Linked DNA regions of Sus scrofa: all the other regions are linked to region 1. A link is a contact called in public targeted proximity ligation data. All regions are on one chromosome and are shown on one strand. The core of a region is the stretch at or near the end of the contact, and the rest is flanking DNA. Distances in the headings are between cores, read along the strand shown. Region 1 has its middle 58 kb from the start of BCL2L14. Region 2 overlaps LOC106507269 (a long non-coding RNA gene). Region 3 holds the start of ETV6 (transcription factor ETV6). Region 4 overlaps ETV6 (transcription factor ETV6).

What was found.
Region 2: a contact with region 1 is called in a targeted proximity ligation map of alveolar macrophages. A contact is called at or near these places in 5 of 47 Hi-C or Micro-C datasets (blood, embryonic fibroblasts, heart right ventricle and 2 more) and 1 of 2 datasets of targeted methods (alveolar macrophages).
Region 3: a targeted proximity ligation map of alveolar macrophages shows a contact between it and region 1. A contact is called at or near these places in 1 of 5 promoter capture datasets (fetal liver), 9 of 47 Hi-C or Micro-C datasets (blood, embryonic fibroblasts, fetal heart ventricle and 4 more) and 1 of 2 datasets of targeted methods (alveolar macrophages).
Region 4: a targeted proximity ligation map of alveolar macrophages shows a contact between it and region 1. A contact is called at or near these places in 2 of 47 Hi-C or Micro-C datasets (embryonic fibroblasts and subcutaneous adipose tissue) and 1 of 2 datasets of targeted methods (alveolar macrophages).

What each region holds. Positions count from the first base shown.
Region 1 is chr5:60,413,411-60,418,352 of Sscrofa11.1, forward strand. No RefSeq gene overlaps it. Among named protein-coding and RNA genes, the nearest start is that of BCL2L14, 58 kb to the left of the region's middle.
Region 2 is chr5:60,836,593-60,841,534 of Sscrofa11.1, forward strand. It overlaps LOC106507269 (a long non-coding RNA gene), which reads right to left. Exons shown (of 5, transcript XR_002344104.1): 2 at 2,520-2,659. Among named protein-coding and RNA genes, the nearest start is that of ETV6, 62 kb to the left of the region's middle.
Region 3 is chr5:60,773,955-60,778,896 of Sscrofa11.1, forward strand. ETV6 (transcription factor ETV6) reads right to left here and starts at 2,838. Exons shown (of 8, transcript XM_005652587.3): 1 at 2,611-2,838. The coding sequence starts at 2,643.
Region 4 is chr5:60,689,107-60,694,048 of Sscrofa11.1, forward strand. The region is part of intron 1 of ETV6 (transcription factor ETV6); the gene reads right to left. Among named protein-coding and RNA genes, the nearest start is that of ETV6, 85 kb to the right of the region's middle.

The sequences.
Region 1 (4,942 bases), core at 1,416-3,915:
GCTGTGGGTGCAGCCCTAAACAAACAAACAAACAAAAACACAGACATTATGGATGACCGTATTTAAAAAGATGCCCCAAGAGGACTTCTCCTGCTGTGGCACTGCAAGTAAAGAATATGGCATTGTCTCTGTGGTGGCTCAGATTCAATCCCTGGCCTGGAAATTTCCATATGCTGTGGGTGCAGCTGAAAGAGAAGGAAAAAAACCCAAAAAGATGCTTGGTATGAGAATCTCTATTTGCGTTCATGCTGCTGCAAGTGGCATTATTTCATTCTTCTTTTTTATGGCTGAGTAGTATTCCATTGTATATATGTATTACATCTTTTTAATCCATTCATCTGTCAATGGACATTTAGGTTGTTTCCATGTCTTGGCTATTGTGAATAGTGCTGCGGTGAACATAGGGATGCATGTATCTTTTTGAATTACAGTTTTGTCCAGATATATGCCCAGGAGTGGGATTGCTGAATCATATGATAGTTCTATATTTAGTTTTCTGAGGATATATGTATGACTGGGTCACTTTGCTGTACAGTAGAAATTGGCACAATATTGTAAATCAAACAATATTTTATAAAAATATATAAACTAAAAAATATAATGCATAAGTAATGAGATCCTGCTGTATAGCCCTGGGAACTATATCCAGTCCCTTATGATGGAGCATGATAATATGAGAAAAAGAATGTATACATGTATGTGACTGGGTCACCTTGCCGTGCAGTAGAAAATTGACAGAACACTGTAAACCAGCTATAATGGAAAAAATAAAAATCATTACTAAAAAATATATAATTATTAATGAAAAATAAAAAATTAAAATATGCCCATGAGACATGTCCAAAGATTTATGAACCCTAAATAAGTGATGTTCATGGCATCCTTCTGATCTAGGTACTCAATAAATGTTTCTTAAATTTAATTTTTAGAAAGGGGAAGAAGCCCTGCACAGGTCAGGGAGCAGATGAAATTGAGGTTGGGGGGGATGACGGTGTTAGCGAGGGACTCAGGCAGCTGAGCTCCGGCAGCAGAGGTGGAGCTGAGGGACAAGGTCATAGGTGGCAGGAAAATCAGGGCTTGTTGAAAATGCAGAGGTGGGACTGAGGTGGGGTGAGGAGACACTCAGCACTCTCCCGGGGGTCCCCGGGGGTGCTGGGGGTGCTGTTACCTGAGACGATGAGAAGGAAAATCAGTCTGAGTTTCACAGATGTACAAGAACGTTGGCGGAATACATTCCCCCCCCCCCCCCCCGGAGTCTTTTCCCTTCCAATTCTGCCTTTGATTTCAGATTTCCACTGATAACTGCTGAATTAGGAGAGCACGCCTTCTAGGATGTTCTGGAGGCGGTGGGGGAGCCGTGATGATGTCATTTTCCCTGAGGAACTTGTACACTGTGACATCCCTCCTTTTTTTTTTTTTTTTTTTTTTTTTTTTTTTTTGGTCTGTCCAGGGCTGCACCTATGGCATATGGAGGTTCCCAGGCTAGGGGTCTAATCAGAGCTGTTGCTGCCGGCCTACACCAGAGCCACAGCAACGCCAGATCTGAGCCATGTCTGCAACCTACACCACAACTCATGGCAATGCTGGATCCTTTAACCCACTGAGCAAGGCCAGGGAGCGAACCTGCAACCTCATGGTTCCTAGTCAGGTTCATTTCCGCTGAGCCACGACGGGAACTCCTTTCCTTCATTTTTTTTTTCAAGTTTTATTGACGTATCGTTGATTGACAAGGTTGTGGTCATTTCTGTTGTGCTACAAAGGGATTGATTCACTTATACACAAACACACATCTATTCTCTTACAGAGTCTTTTCCCACATGGGTTATCACAGAATGTTGGGTAGAATTCTCTGATGACACCCCTCTTTGAGTTGACCCGGCTGGATCCTTTCTACTTGTTTAGCTTCAGCTTTGAAGCGGAACATCTATTTGCCTGTCACACACTGGTCTCTTCGGGTGTCCAACTCATTCTGGTTTGCTGGGGACTTTCCTAGTTTTCATAACGAAAGTCCTGCCTCCTGTGTATCCTTTTAGTCCCAGGCAGACTTGGGCTGTTGGTCACCCCAGATGTCCGTGAAGTGCTGGGACGGTTTGATGTGTGCACAGAACATTCTAGATGGTCCTGGGTAGGAAATGCATTTGCTGCAACAAAGCATAGCTCTTGTCCTCTCTGCCCAGACTGAGAGGGGCGCCTAAGGCCTGGGGAGGGGTGGAGGGCACAAGGCAGAGCCCAGTGTGGCTTTGTGTGTTGTCCCCATGGAGGTCACCCCAGGGCAGAAAGTGCCCAGCAGATAGAGGTGCTTCAAGCAAAGCTGCAGTCATCCAGCCATCTCCTTGTGGGACGGAGCCGGGCCTCCCAGGATTCATTGAATGGAGAAGCTGATGGGGAAATCCAGGAACTCGCAACCCCAGGTCAAGCTGGGCTCTCCCTCCCAGAGGCCACAGCCCATCACGTGCCGAAGTTTCCTGGGAGCGCTGCTCTTCCCAGGCTGCTTCCCTGTCACCGGCTGATGCTGCAGGAAGCTGGGGGAATCAAAAGAGCCGGAGCCACAGTCCTTCATGAAAACATGGGGTGTAAAACAAATGACCTCGGGTATCCTGAGGGGGGGTGTGGGCACAGAGGGCACGTGGAGGATTTCTCCCACTTTCCCCGCACTCCCGGCTCACCCCCTGGGGGGAGGGTGCAGGGTGGTGAAATCAAGCCTCGGTTCACTTCCTGTATGAAGCCCAAGGAAGTCTTTGGCAAATCTAATCCAAAAGTTATTGCTCAGGCCCAAATCCAGCAACCCCTTCATGCCCCCTTCCCCCAGGAAAGGTTAAATAGTTCCCACAGGGTGCAAGAAAGGGTTATTGAAAACAGCAGTTTTTTTTTTTTTTTTTTTTTTTTCCTTAACTTCAGCACTTCTGGTAAATCTCTGATCCAGCATCTAGTGGTTAACCACTGATACAGGAAATGACATTTAACGTTTTTATCACTCAGCCAGAAATGGAAGAACAAGGCAAGTCTGTGTTTAGGGAAGATGGATGGCTGCCCACCACCTTCATCTTAAAGGCGCGCCGGCTCTTTTCCCAGTTGCTCTGGGTGTTGGCTCACATCCCCCTTGGGCTGCTCCATGCTGACTGTGAAGAGGAAAGGCGGCAGAACGTTCAGGGCCTTGCTGCGCAGAAGGGGAGCCCAACTGTTGTCAGCTGTTGAGCGGCCCTGGGTTCCCCTTTTGCAGGAGCCGTTGCGTGTGGGGACAGGCAGGCAGGAAGTGAGTGTGGATGCCCTCGGTCCCAGGCGCCACAACCACAGCATCAGCCTGGGCTGGCGGAGCCCGGGGCCACCCGGTCGGAGTGAGGCTTTGAATGGAGCCCCGTCCACTGCTAAGCGGAGGATGGTCTGCACGGGGTCATCGCCTCCTCGCAGACAATCCGCGAAGCAAGAGCGTCGAACACCACAAACCACAGCAAGACAGTGCATTTGGTTTCGCTTGCAGTTTCCCTGGGTCACTGGGTTCTTCTCCATCGCTTTGTTGTTGTTGTTGTTGTTGTTGCCTTTTTTGGATGAGGGGTTTTCAGTGCAGCTGCAAAGTGGATTCCTTGTAAGAACAAAAATAACACCACCAACAACAGTAATAAACACTGAGATTGTTGAGTGGTAAATAGTCCAGATGCATGATCTTTACTTGCTCAGAGTCTAGAGCTGGTTGGCACCATAGCCAGGCAGGAGTTGAACCCAGGTGTGTGGTTGCCAAAGCCATCCTGCCCTCTGGTCATCTACTAGCAAGCCTGACCCCTGCCACACCCACTGGGCAGAGAATTGGGAGCCCCAGGGTCCTAACAGTGGGCACCCTGCCAGAGTGGGGGTGAGGAAGGTCAGTCAGTGCCTTGTTGGCAAAGATGGGTATCTTCCCATATTAACTAGGGCCCCAGGGTCTCTGATAAAATCTCTGGGTGCCGCCCTTTGCTTAGCAGGAACTCAGATGATCCTGATTTTGTGAGGAGTCACTCAGGTGCAAATTCCCCCTCGTCCTCCTGCTCTCTGCCATCTTCCTGCGAAGATTCCTGCCCTTCGGATATGTCTCCATCATCACAGCTGGCAGGATGGCGCAGTGGGCAAGCCCTGCCCTGGAAGGCAGGGAAGTTGGGTTCTGTGTCCCCTCTATGAAGCTGATGGCTTGGCGAGTCCCCTCTTTTCTGCTCTTCATTGTCTGGGGAGGACAGAGGTGAGGGCTGCTCACAGCCTCTTGGCACTTCAGTTCACCCATCTGTGTACTTGCTCTGCAGAGTAAGGACATCGAAAGAGCTCTGAGAAGAAAATTTATTCTTCCTTGGCATTCCGTTGTGGCTCAGTGGATAAGAACCTGACCAGTATCCATGAGGGCTCGGGTTTGATCCCTGGCCCTTAACCAGTGGGTTAAGGATCTGGCGTTGCTGTGAGCTATGGTGTAGGTTGCAGATGTGGCTTGGATCTGGCGTGGCTGTGGCTGTGGCTGTGGTGTAGGCTGGCAGCTGCAGCTCTGTTTTGGCCCCTAGCCTGGGAACTTCCATATGCCATGGGTATGGCCCTAAAAAGACAAAAAAAAAAAAAAAAAAAAAAAAAGAAAAAAACCAGAAAAGAAAATCTATCCCTCCAAGCTGACACACCCCTCCGTGCAGAGAAATAAGTTGCCGTTTGGCCTCAAAAAGCCTTCCTAATAGGACAGACTTGCACGTGAGTGTTACAGCCCCAGGAGCCTCCCCACAACCCATCTGTGTGACTTTGTACCAGAGCAAAGAGACGGAAGAGACTGATTACCACTCGGGCTCACTTGGCGGGGGGGGGGGGGAGTCTCTGGTCCTCCCCAGGGGGAAGCTTCTTCTCCAGGACCCATGTCTTCTCCATGCCTTCTCTGCAGTGCTTTCACCCTGCGGACCAAAGCAGAGTGATCAGAGATTTGTCTGGTGACAAACGCTGAGGC
Region 2 (4,942 bases), core at 1,534-4,033, 420 kb after region 1:
AGAGGAGGTGAGACTGCAGTCTGGGAATATAGTAAAGAAGCCATTATGCAACCTAAGATCTGAACCAGGTGAAGAAAATGAGATACATCTCAAGGGTGTTAAGAGGTAGAACCCACATGATTTGGCAACTGATTAAATGCTTGATTAAATGCTTTCCTGTGTGCTCAGGGGAAGAAGGATCACATGAAAAGATTTATGTTTGGGTTTTGTAAATGATAAAGACTCGATTTATCTAAAAAGTAAAAAAAAACAAAAACAGAAAAAAATAGGGGAATTTATTTGTAAAATTTGATTTACTACATAACTTTAGGAAGCACAGACATAGAGCCAGGGAGGGTCAACTGAGTCAAGGCCTCAGCTGTCATTTTTCCTCCATATCCTCTCTTTGAAGATAGTCTTTATTCTTTTCTACTATGAGCAGCACTTCCATGCTTGAGGAGCCTCACAATAGCTGTTAGCTAAGGGGCTGAAGAAGAATAGGGTTTTCCTGGGTCAGTTTGGACTTTTCCAGAGATGGACACTGGTGGAGGAACTTGAGTCACGTATCTTTTTCCTGGACCAGTCATTGGACCTTACATATGGGGTGCTGCTTTTGGAGGATCCCACTAAAAAATCATGGTCGGCGGTAAAAAAAGGTATCACAGACATGGCCAGGGGGAACTCCTTGTGCATCATGGCACCCTCTTAGCTTTCCCAAGGAAGACTGAGGAATATCAATTGTGACCAAAGTTCTGGGCCAGAGGATTGGTGATGCCTTTAACAGATGGAGAAATGGGTTTGGGCAAAGCGATGAATTTTAGTTTAGACATCTTATTTTTTTAAGGTGTATCAGGATGTCTGTGTGGCATTGTACAAGAGGTCCTAAGAAACTGGGGTCTTTTGTTCTTAGGAGAAGTCGATTTAAAAACTGTAAATTTGGGAGTTCCTGTCATGGCTCAATGGTTACTGAACCTGACTAGCATCCATGAGGACGCAGGTTTGATCCCTGGCCTCGTTCAGTGGGTTAAGGATCTGGCATTGCTGTGAGCTATGATGTAGGTCACAGATGCAGCTCGGATCCCTCGTTGCTGTGGCTGTGGCGTCGGCTGGCAGCTACAGCTCCGATTGGACCCCTAGCCTGGGAACCTCCATATGCCTCGGGTGCAGCCCTAAAAAGACAAAAAGACCAAAACAAAACAAAACAAGACAAAACAAAAAAAAAACCCCTGTAGATTTGGGAGTCATCAGCATTGAGGTCATGATGAAACTAAATGGATAAGATTGCTCAGAGAAGATGAATTCAGAGAGGAGGTTGGGAGGCAGAATCTAGGAAATTTCCATCATTTGAATGGAGGCCTAAAAGGATAAGACAAAGTAGACTGAGAAGGAATTATTGTGACCAAATAACAATATCTAAGAGGAGGAAATGGGTAAGAAAATGTCTAAAACTCACTGAGAGTGTTGCAGGTTCCTTTTTATCTTCTTTATCAAATCAGCAAGTCTCTCTGGAGTATGTATCAGGATTGCACCACTTTGACAGGGCACCAAGGGAGACAGAAAAGAAGGAGAAAACAGACCTTTTCCTGGAGCAAAGAAACTTGCAAACTCCCAAGAATAGGGTAAGGCGATGGCAGGTCACTTAAGCATGCACTCAGGTAAGGACCAGAACAGCTTTGGCTGGCTGGCACATGGCTAATATTTGGCCCATCTGCCGCCTTTGGCATATATGCCAGATGTTGCAGTAAGACAACTACGGGAAGAACAGAACTAGGGGAAGCATTTGCTTGTTAGTTGGTTGTAATAGAAAATTACATATGGGACATAATGCCTAATGACTAAATAGGTGATATCAAAGGGTAATTACCTTCCTGTCTCAAAGAGGCTAGGCTTGAAAACATCATATAATATGTTCACAATGCTATAAATCAGCTATAATTCAATAAAATGTTAAAAAATCATTTAATAATTGTCATTATCTTATTTCTTTAATATTTATTTAGTTAGTTATTTTTGCTTTTTAGGGCCACACCTGTGGCATATGTAGGTTCCTAGGCTAGGGATCTAATTGGAGCTATAGCTGCCAGCCTACCCCACAGCCACAACTACGCCAGACCCAAGCCTCCTCTGCCACCTACACCACAGTTCACGGCAACGCTGGATCCTTAACCCACTGAGCGAGGTCAGAGATCAAACCCGAAACCTCATGGTTCCTAGTTGGATTCATTTCCCCTGTGCCACGACACGGAATGCCAATTATTTTAAAGAAAGCAATCCCTTTAGTTTGGGCAATGGCTTTTATTTACATTTTCTTTTTTCCAATTAAATTTCTTTAGCAAGTGATAATAGATTGGTAAGCGGTGTCATTACGTAGCAGGAGAATCACTCCACAAGATGGTAGGAAACTGAGAGACCACCACTGTCCTCCCACCTCTATTCCATCACACCTACAAAGCTGTATGCTCCAGCCTTACAACCTTAAATAAAATCACTTAATCTCTGTGATTCAGTTGCCTCATCTAATAAAACAAAAATGACCATACCTCATTGGTCCCAAGGGCAGGGACTATATGGGTGATTTCTTGAGTTTCCTTCTGCTGTGATTATGATCAGTCATGTGACACGTGTGCAAGGAATCCTTTTTAGCAGGATTGGTTCCTGCCTCCAAAGAGCCTACCGTCTGCTGGGGAAACAGGAAACACACAATTACAATTTAACACAAAATGTCTGTAGTGGAGGCAGATGAGATACACAGGACAGAGAAGGACTAGATTCACACATCAGTCCAGGGAAGTGAGGGGACTTCCTTAGGGGAAGTAACACTTGAGCTGAGCCTGAACGGAGTTCCCACACCATCAAGAGAACAGGGGTTCCAACTGGAAGAACAGCACATTTTAAAGAGGAGACTTGTCTGGAGGAAGAACCAAAAGTAAGTTCACATGAGTGGGAGACAGCGAACAAAGCACGAAGTTGCGAAAATGTGGGGCTGGCAGATAGTTAGAAATTACTCAAGATAACCATTGAGCACTCACTGGTGGAAGGGCAGTAGCCTAGATGCTGGCTGATTAGGAATTCTGAATTTCTGGAGAAGCATTTGAGAAGACTTCAAACCAGAGTTAGGAAGAACAAAAATAAAGCTAGTGAGAGAATCCAGGGAAGACACAGGAAAAATCTATGAGAGACCATGGCTGTGGGAGAAGAGAACTATTTAGGAGACAGAATCAACCCTTAGTTTATGGGATGAGGGTTAAGGAGCAGGGAAGAATAAAGAATCACTTTCCCACTTCCTGCCTTTAGGAAATTGGGTGGCTGATGGTGGCATTCACTGAGGTAGGAGTTGGTGGAGAAAGGGTTGGCCCTCATCTTTGCCCCTGCTTTTGTTTTATGGAGCAATCACCGTCCCGATATATTTCTGAAGATACTGAAGTACTTGCGTTTGTTTTCCTTTCAAATTCCCTTGCCTTCTGTAGAGTTTGGAGTCTGTGAGGAGACTGGGTTTCTTTCAGGCAGATGCATTAAGCCTGTCCTTGGCTGTGGTCTCCGTCTCAGGTGTCCTAGGCTGCAATGTTCTTCCTGAGCATACTTCCCTCTCCATCTACCTCCTGCTTCCAGAACTTTGTTGAAATCTTCACTCTTCTACTTCTCTCCCATGCTCTTGTTGGGTGGGGTTGGGAGGGTCATGCTTTCTTATTTCTTTCCTATAATTTTATTTATTTATTTAGTCTTTTTGTCTTTTTAGGGCCGCACCCGCGGCATATAGAGGTTCCCAGGCTAGGGGTCCAATCGGAGCTGTAGCCACCGGCCTACGCCACAGCCACAGCGACACCTGCAACCTACACCACAGCAATGCCGAATCTTTAACCCACTGAGTGAGACTAGGGATCAAACCTGCGTCCTCATGGATGCTAGTCAGGTTCCTTAACCGCTGAACCACGACGGGAACGCCATTATTTCTTTACTTTGATTTGAATGATTTTTCTGAAAAAGGATAAATGGATACACTCAATCTACCATCTTCAACCAGAAGCTCCTGAATTTGAGCTCCGATATGATGTATTTAAGGTAGCTATGGTGCGTCTAGATAGAGATTTAGAGTATGTATGTGTGAATTAGCTGTATGTCTGAACCTGGTGTTCAAGAGACAAACCGAAATTAAAGGTAAAGATCTGGATTCCTGGTATAGAAGTAATGGGTGGGGATGAGACTGCCTAGGGAGAGCTTGCAGGATGGGAAGAGAATAGGAGTCTGACCCTGGGGACCATCACTATTTAAGATAATTGTCTTGGAGTTCCCGTCGTGGCGCAGTGGTTAACGAATCCGACTAGGAACCATGAGGTTGCGGGTTCGATCCCTGCGCTTGCTCAGTGGGTTAACGATCCGGCGTTGCCGTGAGCTGTGGTGTAGGTTGCAGACACGGCTTGGATCCCGCGTTGCTGTGGCTCTGGTGTAGGCCGGTGGCTACAGCTCCGATTGGACCCCTAGCCTGGGAACCTCCATATGCCGCTGGAGCGGCCCAAGAAATAGCAACAACAAAAGAGAAAAAAAAAAAATGTCTAAGATTATTGTCTTTAGGGTACAGTATTATTCCTCTAGAGTTAGGGAGACTAATGCTATCTTAGAACTCACCCCCTACGGATAGAAAGGACTTAAATGGGCTCTTTGAGCTCAGGGAAGATGCGTTTAATATATAATAAAGGTATGAAAGCAACAGCCAGATAATTAGGTGTAACAAAGTTGAACAGGGTGAGGATAGGAGTTCCTACGATGAGAGAGATAAGCAAGAGTGTCATCATTTCCAGATGATGTTATCTGACGTTTTTGGTGCTGGGCCCACTCTTTCGAGTCTGTTGAATGATGGCTCCCATGATCTGTGCTACTATTTTTTTCTTCTGCTGAGAACATGGCCCTGATTCAAGTACCTTTGCTCAGGGAGATATGTCCTGATAGTCTCCACACATGCAGTAAA
Region 3 (4,942 bases), core at 1,588-4,087, 360 kb after region 1:
ACCAGCTGTGGAGGAATTTACTGCCTGCTGACCAGCTGCTCGTAAGCCATGAAAGCCAGGGAGGAAGGTTTCAGGACTGGGCTGAAACCCTGCTACCCCAAGAAATCTCCTTCCATGTCACACTTCTTCAGGATGTCAGACCTATCCGCTCATCCTTGAAAGCTCCTGACATTCATTCCCTGCTCCACAGGAAAGTTTCTTGTTTACTGGACTCAAGAAGCAATTCCAGTACTTGCTTGTGGGCCCCCAGCAAACATCTTTTATTACGCAGTCACTGTACCACATCCAAGGACGAAGAGAGACACTGCACACACCACCAGAACATTTTCAGACCAGCTAAAATAATCCCAGTCCTTGATCTCCAGCACTTCTTATTGGAACACTGCAAACTAAACAAACTCCGCGGAGAAATGCACTTCCCATATGTGCATTTAAACCTCAACACAGTCTAAGCAAACAGTCACGTGCTGGTTCCGTAAAGAACAATCCCAAATAAAAGCAATACTTCCATTACTGGTAAAGAACATTAAGTCTATTCTAATTGCAGAGAAATACACAGTCAAGGAAAGAGGCTCCTGAAAAGAAGTGAGAGGGTAAATAAGGGGAAAAAAAAGATATGCCAACTATGGCGGCAATGCTTATATCACATTTAAAAGAGTGCGCCATTTGGGACTGGTTCCATCCACGTGTGCAAGGGAAGGGCTGCTGGAATCTTCTTCCACGGCGGGGTGCCTGCAGCACCCACACATAAGCCCCTCAGAAAGGCAGGCACACGCAATTGCTTTAGAAGAGGTATCAAGAAAAGTCACAGGCTTGCTTTTTGTTGTTTTTCACCCTAAAATTACTGTCCTATAGCTGGTCCAGTTCTCTGGAGCTCAAGTTTACTGCCATCGAACCATATAAAATTTACTGATTTAATACCCCATCACTTAGTTACCACTGCTTGGGTTATGACTTATCAGATAAACTAGCTTGGCTGTATGGTAGGACTTTCTTGAACTTTCCCAGACTCCTAGAATAGAGTTTACACAGCAAAAGAAATTGAAGTATCAACCTACTTAAGTTTTTTACCCCAACACCCCCTCTACCACAGACTTAACTGCTGCCTCCCCCCAGATAGGTACAAACACAGAAACCCGAAAGTTCCCCTGGGTGTTTTTTGCCAGGTAAAAACAATTAAACCCAACCCACCTTTTCAAGTTCACATTAACCCTACTTCAAACCCATGAGAATCCTCCCTGATTAAAAAAAACCCACTAAAACCTGAGTATAATTGTGAAAGCCTAATAAGCAAATATGATAAAATACTGTGTTCCCGCTAAACAGATTCTGCAGAAAAGCAATGTTAAAACAGTACAGGTTTCTCGAATTCCCCACCAATGAAGAAAACCAGTTATTTGTTCCTTGTTGCTGCAGGGTCCACTCAATAAATGCATCTTAAATGGGCCAAGCCATAAACAAACAAACTTCAGCAGCTTCAGCCTCTCACAGAAGCAGCAAGGCTTTTCCATCTGGGTACATGGGACAGTGAAATGAAAGTGTACAACAAAAGCAGCAATGGCAAAAATAACTGGGGGAGATGGATAAATCATTCTGCCTCCTCACGGTGGCAAACTTTACGGCAACTTTTTAGAAGCAACAAACCGCAGCACCACTAGCCTTTACAGACACACACATACACATATATAAATGCACAAATACAACCACTTGGAAGCTAAGTACTGTGTTTGCAAACATCCTCCACCCTCCTGCACTTACAATACTGCAAACCATGGCCAGAAAGCCGGGAGATTTCTACGCTTAGATATCCTCTCTGCACTGTCAAACCGGGAAGGTCATTTTTCCTGGTCACTTAAATAATTCTCTCTCCCTGCATCGCAGGAGTTTTTTACTTTGGGATTGCTCAACTTTCAGATGCATCCGAGTAAAACAACCATTCAGCAACTTTATTCACCTTGGTTTAAAAAAAGAAACAAACAAACAAACAAAAAGAAAGAAATTCATTGTGCAATGCCCAGGAAAAGCTGACACCACGACTGTCTCTTCCACAAGCGCTTGCAATTACAATCGGGGTTGGGGGTGGGGGGAGGAATCTGTCTGATCAGACTCCGGGAGCCTTTCTTTCTTTCTTTCTTTCTTTTTTTTTTTTTTAAAGAAATGATTCCAACCCCAATGGGGCTGGAGAACTTTTTTTTCTAAGGAGACCACCCCTCGGGAACAAAAGTTACATTTTGGTCACATGTTGGGAGTAGGAGCAGGGAGCAGGTTTTTTAAAAAGAGCACTAATTACGGGGCTGTTTTACGGTCCTAGACACCACTCGGGATCCTCCTGACCGATGGTGACGGGCATTTCACCGTCAAAAAGAAAGGGGGTGGGGTGGGGGCGCAGGAGCCGGCAGGGGGCTCGGCGGGAGGGGGGAGTAGCAAGGTTACGCTAAAGGGTACGGCAGCCGCCGCGAGCTGCATCTCCTTCCCCGGCGCCCCAAATAATTTCCTGCGAACAGAGCGACTGCAGCAGCCCCCTCGGAACTGGAGAGCCCAGCAGGACTGGCCGGGCCAGTGCAGCTCAAGGTTTTCCACCCCGGAGAGGGAGGGGGAGAAGATCTTTACCTTAATGCTACACTGAGCAGGAGTCTCAGACATGTCTCACAGCGAGAGAGATCAGGAAGTTCTCAGTTTTTTTCCACTTTCCTTTCCTCTCCCCAACCCAGAAACGCTCCACGGCCAGCCGGACGCGGTCATTTAAGAAGTTTCTTGCAGCATCTCTCCCGGCGGCCGCCCCGGGGGGCCGCGAGCGCGCGGGGCGGGGCGGGGCGCCGGCGGAGTCGCCGCGCGGGGCGGCGGGGGCGTGGGAGCCGGGCGGCGCGGCGGCGGGGTCTGCAGGTCGCGGCGCGGCACGGCGACCCGGGGCGCAGCCCGGCCGGCCTCCCGCTCTCTCCTCCCACCCGGGCCGGCGCCCCCGCCCCCCGCCCTCCCGCCGCTCTCCCTCGCTAGTTCTCTCGAATGTTTTCCTTCCTGGAAGAGAGAAACTGAAAGGCAGAACTGAGAAAGCTCTTTGCTCATTGATCTTGAGAGTTTCAGTGCAGAAACTGACGTGAATTCCCAGCACTGAGCTCTGCCTCTTAAAGGAGCCACCAGGAAATAAAAGCTCGGGTTACAGGCCGGCATCGGGGAAATAAAAGCCGCGCTGGGGGAGGGGCGGCGGCAGCGGCGGGGGCGCGGGCGGAGGATCCCGGGGGAGCGGGGCCGCGTGAGGCCGCGGTGGCTAACGAGGCGGGCGGCGCAGCCCCCTCCGGCCAGCGCTGGGCTTCCCAGGCTGGGCCGGGCCGCGCCAGGCTCGTGGAAGACACGCCAAGAAAGGTTCCATCGGGGCCCCAGAAACCTCAAAACAGGTTTTATTAAGCGCCCCCCCTCCCCGAGCTCCGTCTCTCGGATACTTTGGAAGGCACAAGGGTTTTTTTGTATTTTTTCCCCGCCGAGCGGAGACGCAATGAAAATAATTATATAGGAAAGGGCATTCCGGTAAGGACGCGGAATCCGAAGGAGGAAATAAAACAATAGCCTTTGTTCTGCTTCTCGACCGCGGCCTCTTTAAGAGAATCCACCAGGAAATGGGAGATCGGGTTACAGCCCGCACCGGGGAAAAGGGGCTAGCGAGCGAGCGCCGGAGCGCGACGCTGGAGACAAAGCCGGGAGGCCGCCCGCAGACGCCGAGCCCCGTGGGCCGGGGAATCCCCGCGAAGGTGGGCGCCCCGAAAAGGGGAGGCGCGCTTGCCGGGGATGCGGCCGCCGCGGGCGCTGCCCCAGCCCCGCATGCGTTGTGGAGAAGGGAAGGCTGCCGGGCAGTTATCAAAGGCAGTTGAGTTCCTTTTCCTGACACCCCCCCCCCCTTCCTCCGGGTTTCGAAATCCGCTGTCCTTTTAAAGAAATAGCGGCCGCTACCAACCGAAATAGGTGACTCGACTACTGAGTTGACAGGACGCGTGCCTGGAGATAATACTCCTCCCCGGGACCACAGCTCTGAAACCGTCATTGGCGGATAGGATGCCCCCGGGATCCTGCCGGGGGAGGAATATTTGGTGGAAAAAAAAGAAACAACAAAAACACTTAGAGGAGGTTTCGAGCCAGTCGGGCTGAGGGTTCTAGCCTTGAGTGCACGTACTCTGATCACTCTACTGTTTCTATTGTTATTTATAGTCTCTGAAAATGTTTGCAAGCGTCCACTGCAGAAAGTTGAGAGCATTATGCCTAAATTCTAAACCCTTATCATACGTATAGGTTTGATGTATGGATGTGTATTAAATTACAGATAGGTAAGTACATCTGTATAAATATAATGCGTGTTATGTAGTATATACAGGTATACCAGGACAGATTTCCCAAGCTGCCCTATCCTACGGACCTTTCCTACCAACTTCCCTTCCTCTCTCCACATAATAAATTGTGTTCAGAATTTTTCACACGCTCATTCGAAGAACACTTTAAACCAGAATTTACTAAAGGGTTGGAATAGAAGAGTCCAGTAGCTGGGAAGTTTGGCATAATGGGATTCGTGAGTTTCCAAGGACCTGGGCAGTCCTTGCCACGTCGTAGTCCTATTCTTTCCCAGAAAGCTCGTGTCCAAACCAACACTCAGCCTTGGACCACCTGCTGTCCCCCAGCCCAACCCCCACACACATTTATCTGCCTTTGGTCCTTACACTGCTGTTGGAAGCATTGGTTCTGATGTCCCATTGCTAGGTTAAGCCCTTATAAATCTCCGTATCCCTTATCAATATGATCTCTGGCAACGTGCTCTCTCAGCTTCGGTAAAATGGGGGTGGGGGAAAGTACCTTTCTCATGAGATTCTCCTGAGTATTGAAAATGTGCCAATATATTCAAAGTGCTTAATTATCAGAGTGCTTGCTACATATACTACCTTTTCAATTAAAGTTAGCTACG
Region 4 (4,942 bases), core at 1,140-3,639, 280 kb after region 1:
AAATAAGGAAGGAAGGAAGGTAGGTACGAGGCACAGAAGCAGAAGCAGGAACTAGTGTCGTCACAAGGGGCCACATTTGGGACACGCGCCATCAATTACCCAGACACTTGCCCCTTCGTCCTAAGTAGAAGAGAAAGAACAGAGCCTTGCAACTTGCACTTCAATGACATTTTAGAGATGAAAGGTTTCATATCATTATCACAAGACATTAAAATCTAGGGACCAGGCATTCCTTTCCCTTAGGTTTCTTCAGTCAGTTCTAAAAATATTTTCAGCACATAGGGCAGTGGTGGGGAGCGATGGCTTGGAGATACTCAGGCCTGTTTTGAATCCTGGCTCTTGCACGGACTGCGTGACTCTGGACCAGTTACTTAAACTCCCCAAGCCTCAGTTTTTACCTCTATTAAACTAGTAATAACGAGACTGGCTCGGCAAAGATCCTAGCATGTGAAAAGCTTAATGCATGTCAATGACAAGAACATGCACCAGCGTGGCAGTAAATCTTTGGGCCAGACAGGTACACACATACAGATGTGGTCATTTCTGAGCTGGCTTGGTGGCTCCATCTGTGTGGGCTCAAGATATCCCATCATTTTACACGGAGGACTGTGCTGTAGAAGACACAACAGTCATGTAAAACTATTATCCATTAGAGAGATTAAGCCACTTTCAAATGCCTTTGCCTATCATCTGTTTTCAAGCAGAAAAAAAAAAAAATGGGAAAGAGAAATCAAAAGACTCAAAAAAAGACTCAAATCGTATAAAGATGCTGCAATAAGCAGAAGTTGCCACTGCCAGGTCAGCACATCTTGGGTCCATCAGCTAATCCATCCATCTCTCTGAGTTGGGGAGATACTGGAGGAGAGAGATTTCAAGATACTTTCTGTAACACTAGTAGCCACACTCTGCCTGACGAGGAAACACGCCTTTGCTTCTTTGGATGAGCACGGGAGAGGTCACAGCAGGAACGCCCAGTGGTCTGCTGGGCGGCGCTTTCCCTGCAGTCTGCTCCCAGCATGAGGGCAGGGGACCCTCTCTCAGCATAAGCTGCATGTGGATTTACAGATCAACTCTTCAATATTATCAAGCCTGGGGTCGGGGGTGTGGGAAGTGCCTGCCCTGCTCTAGTAATGAGCACATTACATTTCTTGCATTGAGGTAACTGGTTCTTGCTAATGACACCTCTTTCCCAACTGGTTCCATAAACATTCAGGGGCAGTGAAGCCCCATGTGGGTTGTTAGAGAGGGGACCTGCTGTATTTAAACAGAAGGGAAAGAAGGAAAATGAAGTGATGTGTCGACAGGCAGATTCCAGCAGTGGGGGTGTGTGGGGGGAGAGCAAAAGGAAGATAAAGAGGTCGATCAAGTCTATTCTGCACCTTCTATGTACCAGACACTTAGGATAGGATACCTTTCTGTTTCATAAATGAAGAAACCAATGAGTTGCAAGAACTTATTTATCCAGTGTCCCACAACAAGTGGGCTAGAATTTCAATCTAAGGAGGTTGGATTCCTAAGCCTTGATGCAACGTGTTCTCCCCGAATCAAGAGCAGGGACCCCCAGCAAAATGAAAAGTAGCACCACGGGCTCAGGCAAGATAGTAAAAGATCTATTAGAAAGTTTTTGAAAGTTCAAGTGTTTCATAAAGTGATTGCAAACCTGGAGGCGGGCAATTTAAATAGAAAAGAGACATCCGGGATAATGGATTTAGGCCCAGGATCAGGGCGTCCTAACAGCAAGGGTTGTTCCAGGTCCTCTAGGGACAGAAAGGGGAAGGTGTGTCTGTGTGTGAGGCACACCCAGAAACCCAGGGCAGTTGTCCGCGCCCTCCCTGGCACTTAAAAAGGACAAACAACACAGGGTGAGAGGGCAGAAGGCGACAGGTGGAAATGCCCTGGGTATGTGGAGAGATTTTTAAAAAGGAGACGGTCTCCTTTGTGTGTAGAGCTTTGGAGGAGACAGAGTCTGTTTTCTTTTCACCCTCCTGCTTCCTACTTCCTGCTTCTTTCCTCACGGTTGGGTGTGCGCAGAACGGGGCCCGAGAAATCGAGACCAGCATCCGCATTTTTCAGATGAAAAAAATCTGAGGCCAACAGAAGTATCTGCAATCACACTTCTTGTTTCAGAAATCAGGTAGTGATCAGTTCTTGTTTTCGTTTTCACCATGAAAAAGGGTAGCAGGAAAAAAAAAAAAAAGACCCCAAACACACAACCAAGAAGCCAGAAATTTTTGACCTTGCAGACCGAAAGCTATCCCCTCTTTATTTCAAATTGCTCTAATTTCATGGCTGTGTGTTCTGAATCTCCTACCAAGTGGCACCAGAGATGTGACTGCACTGAGCACACAGCATCATCGGGGTCACATCTCTGGCGGCCGGCCGGGCTGAAGGTCAGGACCATGAGGTGGGAGGGAGTCTCCTTGCCAGGGTGACCCGCCCTCCTGGATGATGCACCCTCTCGGCTGGGCTGGGATGGAGGTGATTCCTGGGAGGTGCCATTTCAAGGGCGAAACCAGGCCACATTGGTCCCCCTGTGGCCCTGAGTGGGGCCACATTCTCCACGGAGCTAATGGACCCGCACAGATAAGATACACTCGGCTGAGTGTTGGAGCTGGTATGACACGGGCAAAATGGCAGTTAACATTTCGAGTCTCTCAGAAAAGCAGCGGAATGAAGATTAATGACTGTAAAGGGCCCGAGCCCTTGGGGAGGAAGGTATTCTCAAAGTAGGAAGTGTTAAGTCCATAAAAGAAACAATATGAGAATGCAGTGGGGCTTTTTCATACCTAACAAGTATGACTAAACCTCTAAACACTTCCTGTTCCGTCCCATGTTTTTCTGAAATTTGCTTTTCCTTATTGGCCAAGAAGGTAGAAGAAAAAAAAAAAAAAAAACTATTCTCTCTCTCTTCTTCTTAAGAATAACAGTGGGGAATTTCAAAACCTCCAAAAAGACTTCTAAAGTTTGGCCAGCTCTTGCTGTCAGATAGAAGTGCTATGGACAAAAACACAAAGCCCTCCTTTTTCTCCATGAGCATCCTAAATTCTTGATATGTGTAGTCTGGGGCGAGCGGAAAACCATCTGATTAGAAAAGGTAAATACTTGCTTGTAAGGGGTACCCATTCATTCGGCCACCTAGCTGTAGTTAAAAAAAGATTTTTTTCCTGTGGTTATTAAACACTGTGATAGGTGCTGAAAATTTAACACGGAAGAAGGAGAACATAGTCTCATTCTACTTACCACAGGAACTCAAAGATCAAAAACCGGTTTTTGAGGAGTTCCCATTGTGCCATCGGCAGCATCTTGGGAGTGCTGGGATGCAGGTTTGATCCCACGTCTAGCACCGTGGGTGAAGGAAATGGCATTGTCACAACTGTGGCTCGGATCTGGTCCCTGGCCCAGGAACTCCAATGCCACAGGGTGACCGGAAAAGATTTTAAAAAAAAAAGGAAGGGAAAAAAAAAACCTGGCTTGTGAAATCCATGGTTGACAAGGGGGACCCCTGGGGGTGGGGATGGCCTGGGGACTTGGGATCAGCATAGGCACCCTGAGGTGTGTGGAATGACTGGCCCAGGGAACTCTGCCCAATGTTCTGTGATCATCTTGAGGGAAAAGAACCTGAATGAGAACGGACGTGTGTACAGGTGTGGCTGCATCGCTCTGCTGTACAGCAGCACCACAACCCTGTCAATTAACTATACGTTCATAAAAAACTTTTTAAAAAATGATAAAAAAAAAAAAAACCTGGTTACTGGACTTATTTCTGACTTCTCTTATTGCAGCAGAGGAAGAGTCACCCTAACATAAAGCCTCATACTGACATCATTTCTCCCAGGCGGTACTTCCCAATCACAAAGAGCAGTGCCACAAAAGGCAGCCTTGCTTTCCCCTTTTCTGGGTCACCAAACACATGGGAGGCACCTGGCCTAGAATGGGGAGAAAGGATGTGAGTCAGGAGGGGGATACACCGGGGAGCGTGTCACTGGGTTCCCCCACTCAAAGAACAGCTTAAAGCTGCCCTCTACACACATTTGCAAAAGGCATCCTTCCACCTCTCTAATCTCCTAGAAGCAGGATTTGCACATTACAATGTCATTCTCTAGGGAAGGGCAAAGGGCAGCCCACTGAGGGCCCCAGGGAAAGGCTTTCTCTCGGTCCACTTCCACCCCATGGGTGGACTGTTGGACCCTCCAAACCAAAAGGGGGAAATCAAACCAAACACACACATCCCGCCATGTACTTGAGGGGCGAGAGCTGTTGCTACCATTCTCTGCACCCGTAGGATAGAGGCTAGAGGGCTGGAGAGGAAGGGTCATGGGAAGCAGAGCAGGAACCCTGCCGGATGTCCACCCAGTGGTCCGTCCAGGTAACGGTGCCATCTCGCCACAGGGTCCACAGACACTGAACTCAACTCTCCCCATGGGCTATGATGGACGGACCTTCAGTCCCTAGAACCCCCGGTCCTGCCTGCAGGTGGGCCTCCTGGGAGCTCTCAGGGGCCGTAGTGACCTGGAGCTTTGTACATACTACAATTGGCCTCTATGAGTTTAGCAATTCCAGACGAGGTGCCTTCCTGGACTTCCTCTGTTTATACGAGACTTGTCAAGCAGGTTGTGCTGCTTTTCTGCCACTTGGCCTTCCAGACACCTCCCAAAGGCCAAGGTATCAGGAAGCAAGAGAGGGAATAAGGTTTCCCCACCACAATCCCAAAGGCCTACGAAGGCATGTGCAGGCCACAGGCTTTGCTGTGGGTCTGCTCCTGGCCCCTTAAATGGTGGCGTGTGTTTTTAAGGATAGGAAGGGAAGAGGTGTCAAAAGTAAGGTTAGAGGCAAACACCCTGCTTCTGGCATTACTGCTGGTCTCTTTCCAGAGACAGTGAAATACACCCCTTGGAGCTGGTAGCAAGCCCTGTGGTTGCATCGATACTCATTTTCACTTGCA